Regions from separate parts of the Pan troglodytes genome. Here all the other regions are linked to region 3. The links are chromatin contacts, called in public Hi-C maps. All regions are on one chromosome and are shown on one strand. Each heading gives the region's core, a stretch centred on a gene start, on an enhancer-like site or on the middle of the called end of the contact. The rest is flanking DNA. Distances are from core to core; before and after follow the strand shown.

Evidence for each region. A called contact is a pair of places that touch in the nucleus more often than the background predicts.
Region 1: a contact with region 3 is called in a Hi-C map of stem cell-derived neural progenitor cells, with 7 times the contacts expected there. The contact joins two enhancer-like sites. A contact is called at or near these places in 2 of 7 Hi-C or Micro-C datasets (blood and stem cell-derived neural progenitor cells) and 1 of 1 datasets of contacts at active chromatin or transcription factors (stem cell-derived excitatory neurons).
Region 2: a contact with region 3 is called in a Hi-C map of stem cell-derived neural progenitor cells, with 8 times the contacts expected there. The contact joins two enhancer-like sites. A contact is called at or near these places in 2 of 7 Hi-C or Micro-C datasets (blood and stem cell-derived neural progenitor cells), 1 of 1 datasets of contacts at active chromatin or transcription factors (stem cell-derived excitatory neurons) and 1 of 1 other capture datasets (stem cell-derived neural stem cells).

What each region holds. Positions count from the first base shown.
Region 1 is chr1:171,298,470-171,302,313 of NHGRI_mPanTro3-v2.0_pri, reverse strand. All of the region lies in intron 14 of FGGY (FGGY carbohydrate kinase domain containing), which reads left to right. Among named protein-coding and RNA genes, the nearest start is that of HOOK1, 120 kb to the right of the region's middle. Within about 2 kb of position 2,188, at least 3 of the 24 cell types and tissues checked have an H3K27ac peak or open chromatin away from gene starts, as enhancers often do. A contact at or near this core is called in stem cell-derived neural progenitor cells, where this site is marked.
Region 2 is chr1:171,237,253-171,241,408 of NHGRI_mPanTro3-v2.0_pri, reverse strand. It overlaps FGGY (FGGY carbohydrate kinase domain containing), which reads left to right. Exons shown (of 19, transcript XR_002938170.3): 15 at 679-740. Among named protein-coding and RNA genes, the nearest start is that of HOOK1, 54 kb to the right of the region's middle. Within about 2 kb of position 2,373, at least 7 of the 24 cell types and tissues checked have an H3K27ac peak or open chromatin away from gene starts, as enhancers often do. A contact at or near this core is called in stem cell-derived neural progenitor cells and stem cell-derived neural stem cells, where this site is marked.
Region 3 is chr1:172,211,486-172,215,275 of NHGRI_mPanTro3-v2.0_pri, reverse strand. JUN (Jun proto-oncogene, AP-1 transcription factor subunit) reads right to left here. Exons shown (of 1, transcript XM_063801435.1): 1 at 1-3,790. The coding sequence starts at 731. Among named protein-coding and RNA genes, the nearest start is that of JUN, 12 kb to the right of the region's middle. Within about 2 kb of position 1,910, at least 17 of the 24 cell types and tissues checked have an H3K27ac peak or open chromatin away from gene starts, as enhancers often do. A contact at or near this core is called in stem cell-derived neural progenitor cells and stem cell-derived neural stem cells, where this site is marked.

The sequences.
Region 1 (3,844 bases), core at 939-3,438, 910 kb after region 3:
GGACTTAAAGAAATATTTTATGACTAATCAATACTATAGGTAGTACTTGGGAAAAGAAAATAATTGTGAAGATAGGACCTGAATTACTAAAATGTGTGAAATAGTACGATAATATGTATAAAAGTGCCTCATGCATAAAAGGCCCCAGTAAATGCTTTCTTCCTTCCTGATTCACATGGTGAGCAAGTGGCGGGGGCCCAGGACTAAACCTCATAGCATCAGACTCCCAGTCCAGTGCTCCTTCCAAGATGCCTTTCAGTTGTTTTCTTTCTGTCTACCTACCTCACACTGTGTCCTTCATCTCTCTGTCTAGCCCCCAGGAAAAGTGCAGCAAGTGCAGGTATTTCTGAAATGACGAGTGGCTTGCAAAAAGGATCTGATGAGTGTTAATAGTAAGCAATGTGTACCTAAGAGTGTAGACACTATTAGCATTTGGAAAAATAGGAATCTGAACTGAGAACTGGAAGGGCCCTTAGAGATCATCCCACACAAACCCTCTTTTTACAGATGAGGAAGTTGAGACCCAGAAACGGGAAGTGCTTTGTGCATGGCCAGAGAGCTCGTTGCTGATCAAACCAGGACGAGCATCCATATGAAACACACAAATGTAAAATTACATGAAAAAAAAAAAAAAACCCTTTACCTCCAGATATGCTGCTTTCCAGAAAAGTGGCGAGGAAATACCACAAAAATACCTTTACTTCAAAAAATTTGAAAATGTTGAAGGTCATGCTTCATATTGTGCCAGGCAAGAGAACATTGTACATAATTGTAAATCACCATTGGAGGAGGTGGTTCTGGTTGTATTCTTTTGTTTGTTTGTTTGTAATACACATAATATAAAATTTATCATCTTAACCATTTTTAAGTGTACAGTTTGGTGGTATTAAGTTCATTCACATTATTGTGCAACCATCACCACCATCCATCTCCGGAACTCTTTTCATCTTGCAAAACTGAAACTTTACCCGTTAAACAATAACTCTGCATTGCCCCCTCCCCCAACCCCTAGCAACCACCATTCTACTTTCTGTCTCTGTGAATTTAACTACTCTCTAGATACCTCATATAAGTGGAATCATACAGCATTTGTCTTTTGTTGACTGGCTAATTGCATTTAGCATAATGTTCTCGAGGTTTATCCATGCTGTAGCACGTATCAGAATTTCCTTCCTTCTTGGTTGTATTCTTAATGCAACATAGCTTGTTCTCTGTGGTCTGCTGATTATAACCATCGTCGCTGTGAAGACTTTGGCGTGCTTAACATTTTTGTGACTTCTTTCCAGTGGGGGAAATAGATAGCTCAGTTGTGGATGATAGCAGCAATGGGAAGCAGTATTTGAGAAGAAATCAGACTCTCTTCTTCCAGTCTTTTGCAAGTAGGTGACACAAGAGGTAAACAGAATTGCATGCTGTGCCCCTCCACATCACCCCCTATTTTCTTTGTTTCTTCTGCCCAAGGCTTCAGTCAATCAGAGAAGCAATGAGAGTTGAAGATTTTAAAAGTGGGTTTTCAAATAAGACAAGCTTGGGTTCCAGTCCTACCTCTGAAACTTACTAAATATGTGATCTTGGGTAACGTGATTGAACTCTCTGAGCCTCAGTTCTGTAATCTGTACATAGAGATAATAATACTTTTATCAAAAAAGCATGCCTTTTTTTTCCTTCTGATTGATGAGATGCTTTCTGTATTTTTTCTGGATTTAAACATAGTTTCCAAAGTTAAAATATTAATAGTACTTTTCCCTGTCCCATTGGGTTGTTTAGAAATGTAATGTGATATATGACATTTTGGCCTCTCTGAGATGTCTTGTTCCAGCCCAAAGATTATTAGAGAACCTCATGTCATTTGAAAGGAGAGAAAGATAATTTATTGATAAGGTTCTGCATGTCATATGTATCATTTTTTTCTCATCAAAAACACTGAGTAGAACTCTATTATGGTACTTGGTCCTTTACTTCATACTTTTCTATCTTCCCAGCTAGTCAGAACCACGCCCACCCCGCAGTTCCCACCCCTTGGTCAGTACCTAGCATTATGCCCAGAAAAACTACAGATGCTTCTTCACACTCCCCTCCAACCCCCACACCCCCATTACCAAAGTGTTTCTATAATGCTCTGGGAATCAGCATCTCAATTCCCCCATGGCCTCATGGTTAAACATACCATTCATTCGACCTCTCAACTGTGACAAAGAAAGAAGCCTGGGTGTAGAAACTGATTTCAGCTCCCCTCTGAAGTTGGGCGTCTCTCTTTGCTGACCACTTGGGAATTTTTTTTTTCTTGCTTCTGACCCACCTCTCCCCTTTCTTTTGATAAACAGGACAGCTGCCCCCAGAGGGATGAATCCATTACCTTTCACCAGAGTTGAGTTCATTTTCCATTTTATGTTTCTGTTTAAGGAGAAAGCCCTTTAAAAGCGCAGCGCATACATTGAGCGCGTGTACTTAATTTTTAATATGTGTGTGCCCACAGCCAAGAGAACAGAGAACCTTAAATAATAATGAAACTGAATTGTACATGTCGTATGTTTTATGTGGCACTGATTCCTAAATATGCTCCTAGCAGCCAGGTATTATTTAATACATCCCCATTAATCAAGCTGCCAAATCTAAATGAAAACCATGTTTAAATATGTTTAATAAGATTATAGCTTTTGGTTGAATATCAAACTAACATAGCTACATTTTTCCTTCCAGCCAGCTCTCATTTACTGTCTTACATTTTTATTCTGAAAGCTTTTGTACTATCAAACCAATCTTGATTATAAAACAAATTATACCACAAACTTTTAGTATCGTGAGCTTCAGCTGAGTCCCTCAGTGTAAATGTTAGGAGAAAGAACAGTTCTGAGATTTTTTTTCTGGCTAAAAAATGATATTTTTCTTCTTCTTGGGGTGAGCCTTTGAGTTTAAAAGGAAATTAAAAATTCAATTAGAGATACTAAATTGTTTGTAGCTTCTGTATTAAATGATGTCTGTCTTTTGCATAGTTATTGAAAGTGTTTCATATTAAATGTACTTTTTCTTTTTGACGGTTCGGGCTTCTGTTAGTTTTGCAATAGTGACACCTAGGGGCTGTAGAGAACATTGCATGGGCTGCTAAAATCTCAAAAACAATCCCTCTGCTCTTTTGCCATGGATAGAAAAAGTATTTGTGGGTCATTGGGGCTGATGGAGAAAGAAGGCACATGGTACCCTGGGCGAGGTAGGTTTCCAGTTCTATTTACCAGGCTTCCAATATGCAAACAAAAAAAGGAGGTAAATAAAAAGAGGTTTTTATAAAAATAACGAACTAGCTGAACTTGGAGTAACATACAGTATTCTAGCAGATTTTTAAAGTTATTAATAAAACAGCATCGTATTTATTAACATGTTTAATTCTTGTTCTTATTTGCAACAGTTTGCCTGCTGTTCTTGCCTTTGTAACAGGCATGTCCCGCGTTGATTGCAGAGAAGTGATGACTGCATGTGGTGCTTTGACTTGTTGTTCTGTGCGAATGTCTCGCTTCTCACATCTCCAATTCTTCTATTTGCCTTGTTCAATATTCTATATCCATATTCACCCTTATAAAGTTGTCATTGAGACTTTTAGCCTATTTGTTCTCTCCACTGACATCATTATTTCTTCTAGCTTCTCAGAGCCCTTACATTTTCTCCATGTTTATATGGCTTGAAGCTTTTAAATTCTTGATCAAAGCAATCATAAATGTGTCTGTTACAAACACATTAAAATTCTTCGATTATATAAAAACTGACAAGCAAGTCTTATAAAACTGTTTTTGTACTACATTAAGTTCAAAATAGGTGGCACATGTTTAACTTTGTACACTGTAGGAATTCT
Region 2 (4,156 bases), core at 1,124-3,623, 970 kb after region 3:
CCAAAACAATCCATGGTTAATCTTGATGCTGCACCTACCATACCATGTCCACCCAGATGCTGTAACATGTCATCTGCCTGAGTGCCCCATTGTAAAGAAAAGAATGTCCTGAAGTCACATTCCAGAACTCAAGTCACTTAGACTCAGCCCGGAGGTCTCAGTATGTACTCACAACTTCAGAGATTGCTGGAAAAAGAGCTGAAGTTGAATTGGAGAGGTCTTAAATATTTTATCCTCAAGTACAGGTGCAAAGTGAGTTCCATTCCGTGATTGCTATCTTTAGGGAAGTAGACAAGGTACTCAGCGGCTGGTTATGTTCCCTGCTTCTGCCCTGTGTCCAGATAGTGAGGAGGGGAAATAATTCTTCCCACTTACCCCTGGAGGCAGTCACAGAACTGCTTTGCCTTCTGGGTTGTTTATGCCCCAGAGGCCTCAATACACAAGTATTTATTAAGCCCAGGAGGTGTGGTCATAATTGAAACTTTAAATGTTCACTGTATTTTATTCTTATTTTTGTGTTTTATTCTTATTACCAGAGAAAAGTAAGTTGAAAAAAAAGAGGACTAACCAAATATCTTAAAGGGAAGCAAATTCAAATTAGAATGTTTTGCCTGTGACGAGCCTCGCTTTGGATTTCGCTTTCCAACTCAGCTGTCTATGTTGTTTTCCATTTAACAGGAAGCAATGGCAAAAATGAGCAAAGTTGGGAAAGTTGTGTTCCCGAGACTACAGGATAAAAAGTAAGTGTGTATTTTTTATATGTACAGTGCTAAGGAAGTGAGCACATACAGACACACATGCAACTATAGATCTGGAATAAACTCAGGTGGTCAACTAATCCAGTCCTTTAATTTGTGGTTAAGCAAACTAAGTTCCAGGGAGGTAACGTCACCTTCACTTACCTAAGACTGCAGAACTATGTAGGGCCAGAGCTGGGGGTGAATGTAAGCTTCTGAACTCTCAGACCAATGTTCTTTTTCCCAGGTAATTGGCAGCAAATCTGCTCTTCTCTGTTCTAAAGTAGGGATCTCTTATATCTCCATCAAAGGACCCAGTAGCATCTGCTCATTCTTTTACTCTTTGTATCACTTGGCATCAAAGGCTAAAAAATGACGTTGGGCAGTATTTTAATCCCAATTCAACAAAATATTAGTTTACTGAATTCCTGCTATATTCAAGGCATTATGCTGGGCTCCAGGCAGGTGTTACAGGGGAATAAAACACAATTTAATTTAGGCACATAAGATTATTTTAGAACAACGGGATAAGTTCCACAATTGAAGTATTGCCAGGTGACAAAGTTGCCCAAGGAAGAAAGAGATGGGAGCCTGTAGAGATGAGAGAATGCTTTTGGGAGGAGGTTATGTCCAAGCTAACTTTAAGCACTTGTAAGAAATTGGTAGACAGGCCAAGGCAAGAAAGAACATTCATAGTAGAAGGAATAACATGTACAGTTATAAAAGTGGGAGCAGCATAGTACATTCAGGTTACTATAAACAACTCATAATCCAGAAACACAAAGTATGAGATGGGGAATGGCAGGAAGTGGGACTAGGGAAGGATAGAATTGGGTAGGGGGAGGTCAGCTCATAAATACCTTGGAGGCCATGCCGAAGACCTCCAACCTCATCCTAAGGCAGAATAGAGATGCTGAATTCTAAGCAGTGGTGAGATCTGGTCAGATGCAGATCAGAAAAATCCCTCTTAAAGGATCCATTACAGGGGGCTCAGGGTAGAAATAAAGGGTCCAGATAAAAGGCTTTTTCAAGAATCCAGGCTAGAGATGTAAAAGACCTCTATTAATTTGCTGGTAGTGATTTTGAAGATGAAGGGGCTGTTGTGGAAGTGCTTTTATAATTTTAGGAAAGTATTCGAGGTTAAGACCTAAAAGCAAATTCCACTTAACATGATGAACAGGCAAATGTGCAGATCCCACTGAAGCAGGATCAGTATTTAACAGAATTGGAAATGTTCATGGAAAAGCAATCCACTTTCTTTTCATTTCCTTTAACTTCACATAGAGTCAGGCTGCTAACCCTCCAAATATAAACCCTTCTCTAAAGGCCAGAGTGGAAGGTACAGGCATTGCGTAGGGGAGCTCCATGCAGGAAGGTGGAGAGATCTGAGTTCCCACTGGCAGTAGGAGCTATGGGCTGCTGTCCCTGTTTCTGTTCCCTGGAGGCAGCTGGAGCATCCCTCTTTTTGTGAAATTAGAAAGATTGTCTTTCTCCATCTCTTCCCTGACCCTCCCAAGACTTTTCAGGGAAGTTTTTCAGTTCTTTCCGTAAACCCCACGTGTTCAGAGAGTCCTCCGCTGCTTGCTGGGAGCTGGCAGCTGGCAGCTGTTCTCTGCGAAGGAGGCGGCACACACGGTGCTTTAGCACCATCTGCAGGCAACCCAGAGATTTGCAAGGAGACGGGAGAAGCCATTTTCCTTCTGAGCCAACCTCATCTCATTGCCTAATAGATCACACTGTTAACGATGTGGGACGACATTTACTTAGGCCTCTGCCACACAGAAGCAGGGACTGAGTTGAGGCACATTTTGAAGAGAGGGGATTCAGCTGATTTTAAAATTCACAGTCACGGAGAGTGTAATTTAGTGACTATAGTTTAATAAGTAAATGTTTAGGATGACCCCAAATTCCATTATTATGCCCAGTCCAAATTTATATGTGGCTCTGGAAGAGTCACTTAAACGTGCTTTGAAAAATTTGGTGCATTGAAAGACACTATCAACAGAGTAAAAAGGCAACTCACAGAATGAGAGAAAACATTTGCTTATCATACATCCAGTAAGGGATTGATATCCAGAATATATAAATGTATAAAGAACTCCTAAAACTCAACAACAACAAAAAAGCAAAAACAACCCAATTCAAAAGTGGGCAAAGGACTTGAATGGATATTTCCCCAAAGAAGATTTATAAATGACCAGTAAGCACGTGATAGGGTATTCAACAGCACTATTAGGAAAATCAAAACTACCGTGAGGTACCACCTCACACATTAGGATGCTACTATTTTAAAACAGAAAACAACAAATGTTGGCAAGGATGTGGAGAAATTGGAAGCTCTGTGCATAGTTGGTGAGAATGTAACATAGTATCGCTGCTGCAGAAAACACTATGGCCATTCTTCAAGAAATTAAGAATAGAATTAACATGTGATTCAGGAATTGTATTTCTGAGTATATACCCAAAAGAACTGAAAGTAGGGTATGGAAGAGATATTTCTACATTCATGTTCACAGCAACATTATTCATGATAGCGAAAATCATGAGAGCAACCTAAGTGTTCATTAGTAGATGAACATATAAATGAAGAATGATATGTGCATACAATGGAGTATTATTCAGCCTTAGAAAGAAGCAATTTCTGACATGCCACACATCAGTGAACCTTGAGGATATTATTCTAAGTGAAATAAGATAACCACAAAAAGACAAATACTGCATGATTCCACCTATGTAAAGAATAAGGCCAGTGCACAAAGTTGTGGCAAAGTTGTCAGTATTAACATTGTAAATCAAGTGTGTGTGAAGGGGTGCTCACCTTAGCTCCCTTCTAGCAATTTTGAGATTCTAAAGTCAAGAAATCTATCTCATGTAGTGAAAGAATTCCTTACCGTTATATTGTCACAGAGCATCATTAGTAGGAGCAAATTGTTCCTAAAATAATTCTACAACTAATAAATTTGGATGCTCATAGAGTAGGTTTTAGTAGTACCTACATATAGCTATATTGATGATAATATTAAAATATTAATTATCTAAAATTTAGCAACTAGCATTTATATCACTTATTATGAGTCAGGTACTGTTCTAAATGCTTTTCATTTATTTCCACATTTAATCTACAACAGCTCTGCTGAAGTAGATCCCATAATTATCCCCATTTACAGATGGAGAAATTTAGGCAGAAATAGTTTAAGTAACATATCCAAAGTCACACAGCTAATGTTAGGCCACATTAAGATTCCAACCCAGGCTTTGGAGTTCGCCTTTTAACCCTGTGCTTGGCCCCGTCACAACTCCTACGTTACCAGAATGCTTACAGTCTAATAAATATTGGGTAGGGGACTCCTACTGACATAGCTATGTGTGACAAGTAGAAGTCCCTGTGTGTATCCAAGGTTACTCTTACAACCTCTCTC
Region 3 (3,790 bases), core at 661-3,160:
GGGGACAGGGGCGGTGTCTCGCCAGGCATCTCGGGCACTGTCTGAGGCTCCTCCTTCAGGGCCTGCAGCCGCGGGTGCTGCACGGGCATCTGCTGGGGCAGGTGGTGCGGCGGCTGCTGCTGCTGCTGGGGTTGCGCGGGAAAGGCCAGGCCAGCCGCGCCGTAGGAGGGCGCCCCGCCGCCGCTGCTCAGCGCGCCTGGGTTGAAGTTGCTGAGGTTGGCGTAGACCGGCGGCTCGCTGTGCAGGCTGGCGCTGAAGCCGCCGCTGCCGCTGCCCCCTGCCACCGAGGCTACCGCGGGAGCCACCATGCCTGCCCCGTTGACCGGCTGCGCCGCCGACGTGACGCTGGGCAGCGTGTTCTGGCTGTGCAGTTCGGCCAGGGCGCGCACGAAGCCCTCGGCGAAGCCCTCCTGCTCATCTGTCACGTTCTTGGGGCACAGGAACTGGGTGGGGGTCGGCGTGGTGGTGATGTGCCCGTTGCTGGACTGGATTATCAGGCGCTCCAGCTCGGGCGACGCCAGCTTGAGCAGCCCCACGTCGGGCGAGGTGAGGAGGTCCGAGTTCTTGGCGCGGAGGTGCGGCTTCAGGCTCCCCACTGGGTCGGCCAGGTTCAGGGTCATGCTCTGTTTCAGGATCTTGGGGTTACTGTAGCCATAAGGTCCGCTCTCGGACGGGAGGAACGAGGCGTTGAGGGCATCGTCATAGAAGGTCGTTTCCATCTTTGCAGTCATAGAACAGTCCGTCACTTCACGTGAGGTTAGTTTGGGCTGCGCGCACAAGTTTCGGGGCCGCAACAGGGCTCTGGCAAGCGGGGGACACCCGCACCCCCCGGAGCCTTTGACAGGGAAAGTTTCTCTAAGAGCGCACGCACCCGCTGGCTGTCGTCCCCGCTGCGCCCTCCTCACCAGCTCGCTCCAGGGAGCGCAGGGTTAATTAAGATGCCTCCCGCACTCTTACTTGTCGACTCGCGCGCGCTACCCGGCTTTGAAAAGTCGCGGTCACTCACTGAGCGCTCTTCGGGCGCAGCGGTTCCTCGGAGTCCGCAGGAGAACTCACTTCCCAGAGCAGCGGCTCTCCCCGCGGCGCGGATCAGTGCGGACCCTGCAGTGGCCGGCCGGCGGAGGGTCTCGGCCGCCCGGACTCCGACGACTTGTCCCCTCCTCCGCTGCTAGGGGGAGGGGGCGCCCGGCAGCCGCGGCTCGCGCTCGCCCAAGTTCAGCAACCGGTGCTAGCGAAGCTGAGCGCACGTCCTTCTTCTCTCGCGTGGCTCTCCACCGCCTTCTGGTCTTTACCGCCGCGGAGAAGCCTAAGACGCAGGAAAGGCTTGCAAAAGTTCGCTCCGGGACTCTGTGCCACTTGTCTCCGGTCCTCCCAGCCGGGAAAGTTCTTTGCTGCTGCAGCCGCTCGCCGACTTCCCCCGGCGGGCGCGTGGGTACCGCTGCTTTCCGCCGCTGTCAACAGCGCCTGGGCAGCAGGGCTCTCCTCCCGGGGGCGGCTGGAGACCAGGCTCTCTGGGCACTCCCGAAACACCAGCCCGGGAGCCACAGGCGCTAGCTCTGGGCAGTTAGAGAGAAGGTGAAAAGAAAATAAGATTTGCAGTTCGGACTATACTGCCGACCTGGCTGGCTGGCTGTGTCTGTCTGTCTGCCTGAGTCCGCGCACCTCCACTCCCGCCTCGCTGCTTCAGCCACACTCAGTGCAACTCTGAGCCCTTATCCAGCCCGAGCTCAACACTTATCTGCTACCAGTCAACCCCTAAAAATAGCCCATGATGTCACCCCAAGGCCTTCCCATTGGCTCGCGTCGCTCTCAGGGGGGCGGGCCCGCCCGTCACCATGGAGACTCCACCCTAGAAGATTCTTCTCTGGGCCCGCGGAGGCTCACGGGATGAGGTAATGCTCCGCTGCCCTCCTACAGTCGGGCCCTTCTTTCTCCTACCCTCCCCCCTGCTGCACGCCTCTCGGCCCTCTCTTCCCCGGTCCCCTCCCCGGGCCGTTTTTCCCGGCCCGCCCGGTGCATTGTGGGCTGACGTCTTGGGGTTTGACTGTCTAGTGACGGTGGCTGCCGCGAGCGGGCGGACGCTCGCAACCTCTGACGGAGGGGGGCTCAAGTTCACGGCTGCGTACGGGGATGCGGGGGATGCAGGGACCCGGGAGGCCAGGGAACCTGGCCAGTTGTTTTGGGCCAGGGGTGCGGGCGAGGGGTGGTTGTTGTTTCCCCACTTGTGGGGCCCGAAGTCATCCACCGGCGGCCGCCACCGCGCGGGGCTGGAGGCTGAGAATCCAAGTACGCTGCCACCCCCCCCGCACTTCCGGGGGGGCGGGAGTACCGCCCTTAAGGTGGCTCTGTGAAGTCCCAGGTGGAGGCGAGCCTAAGGAGACTTAAGTTTAGGGGCGGTCTCCCGAGAGTCGGCCCCCCACGTTGAGAACGCTCCGAAGTTTGCATCTCGGTCAAGTTCAGGAGCGACGGTCCGCGGGGTCGTCTGGCTGCTCGTAGAAGCCTAGAGATTTGTATTGCCCGAAACTGGACGCTCAGCTGAGTCTCCGTTGCACCCCACTTCATCCAACGGGACCGTGGGGGAAAGGGCGCGGGGGTTCACAGCTTTGCCTCGGAGGGGCAGTTTTTATAGTGGGCGCAATTGGTGGGTAACAGGGTCCAGATGGGAACAAGCGTGTAGGCGATCCGAAACTCGGGGAACCCCGGTGTTAGTCTACTCCCCCTCCCGCCCCCGGACAACACGCACACGCTTAACACAACACGCACAACATAACGCGCGCGCGCGCGCACACACACACTCCATCCGCGCCGAGTTGCTTCCGGGAAAACAAGCCCAGAAGGCGGCGGACACTCGCATAAAGTCACGCAGTAGTACTCGGAGCCCGGGGTAGAACCTGGACTTCAAATTTCTGCACTCCCGGCCGGGTGGTGGGCGCATATCCTGGGTAGCCTCTAGGAAGCGCTAGACACATGTAAGTGGTTCCTTTTCCGCGGTTATTTTATTCTCCCCCCGCCCCCTACCCCTTAGGGACGAAAGTGTGTGGTGGAAAGAATCCCGAAGTCGGGAATCCTGGTTCTTTCGTGGCCAGGCTACCACAATGTGGAGCAAGCAAATCACGGAACTCCTCCGAGCTTCATTTCCCTCATCTGCAGGTGGGGCCGGTGCCGTCCACCTCACTGGGCTGCCAGGAGTTAGTGTGACAGGGTCGCCTGCAGCACTAGGGAGGTGGTGGCCAAACAGCCCGCTTCCCTCCCCTGCCTCGCAGTTTCCATCCTCGCAGAGCCTGGATAGGATGCCAGGATATAAGAGTGCGATTTGGCAGGACCAGGTGTACTTTCCTGTGAGAAGCATCGAGGGGAGGAGGGGAGGGGGAACCGGGTTAGAAGTCAGCTCTTTCCCAAGCCTCTGTCTAGAACTGGGGCTTGAAGTTGGACCTGCAGCAGGTTTAAGTTCCTAGGTTCTAAATTCAGACTTCGCTGCTTCTGAACTTGGAATTCAGCCTTGGGTTCATTGCCCCCAGCCCTAAGGTATTTGCGGCTTTGAGTGTTCAGAAACCAACAGCAGCTGGTATCAGTGGGAAACCTGCCAACTTTTCTTCACTCCGGGCACTCACCTAGCTTTCACTGATCTGCAGAGGGTAACTGAAAGCCTACTGTGAGCCAGGCACTGAGCTGGGGAGGGGGTGGGGTAGGTATACAGTGATGACAAGATCCAGTTGCTTCCTCAAGGAGAGAACATTCTCCTCTGTCTGTTGCCCTGAATCATTTTCTGTTGTATTCAGGGAGTTGGTGT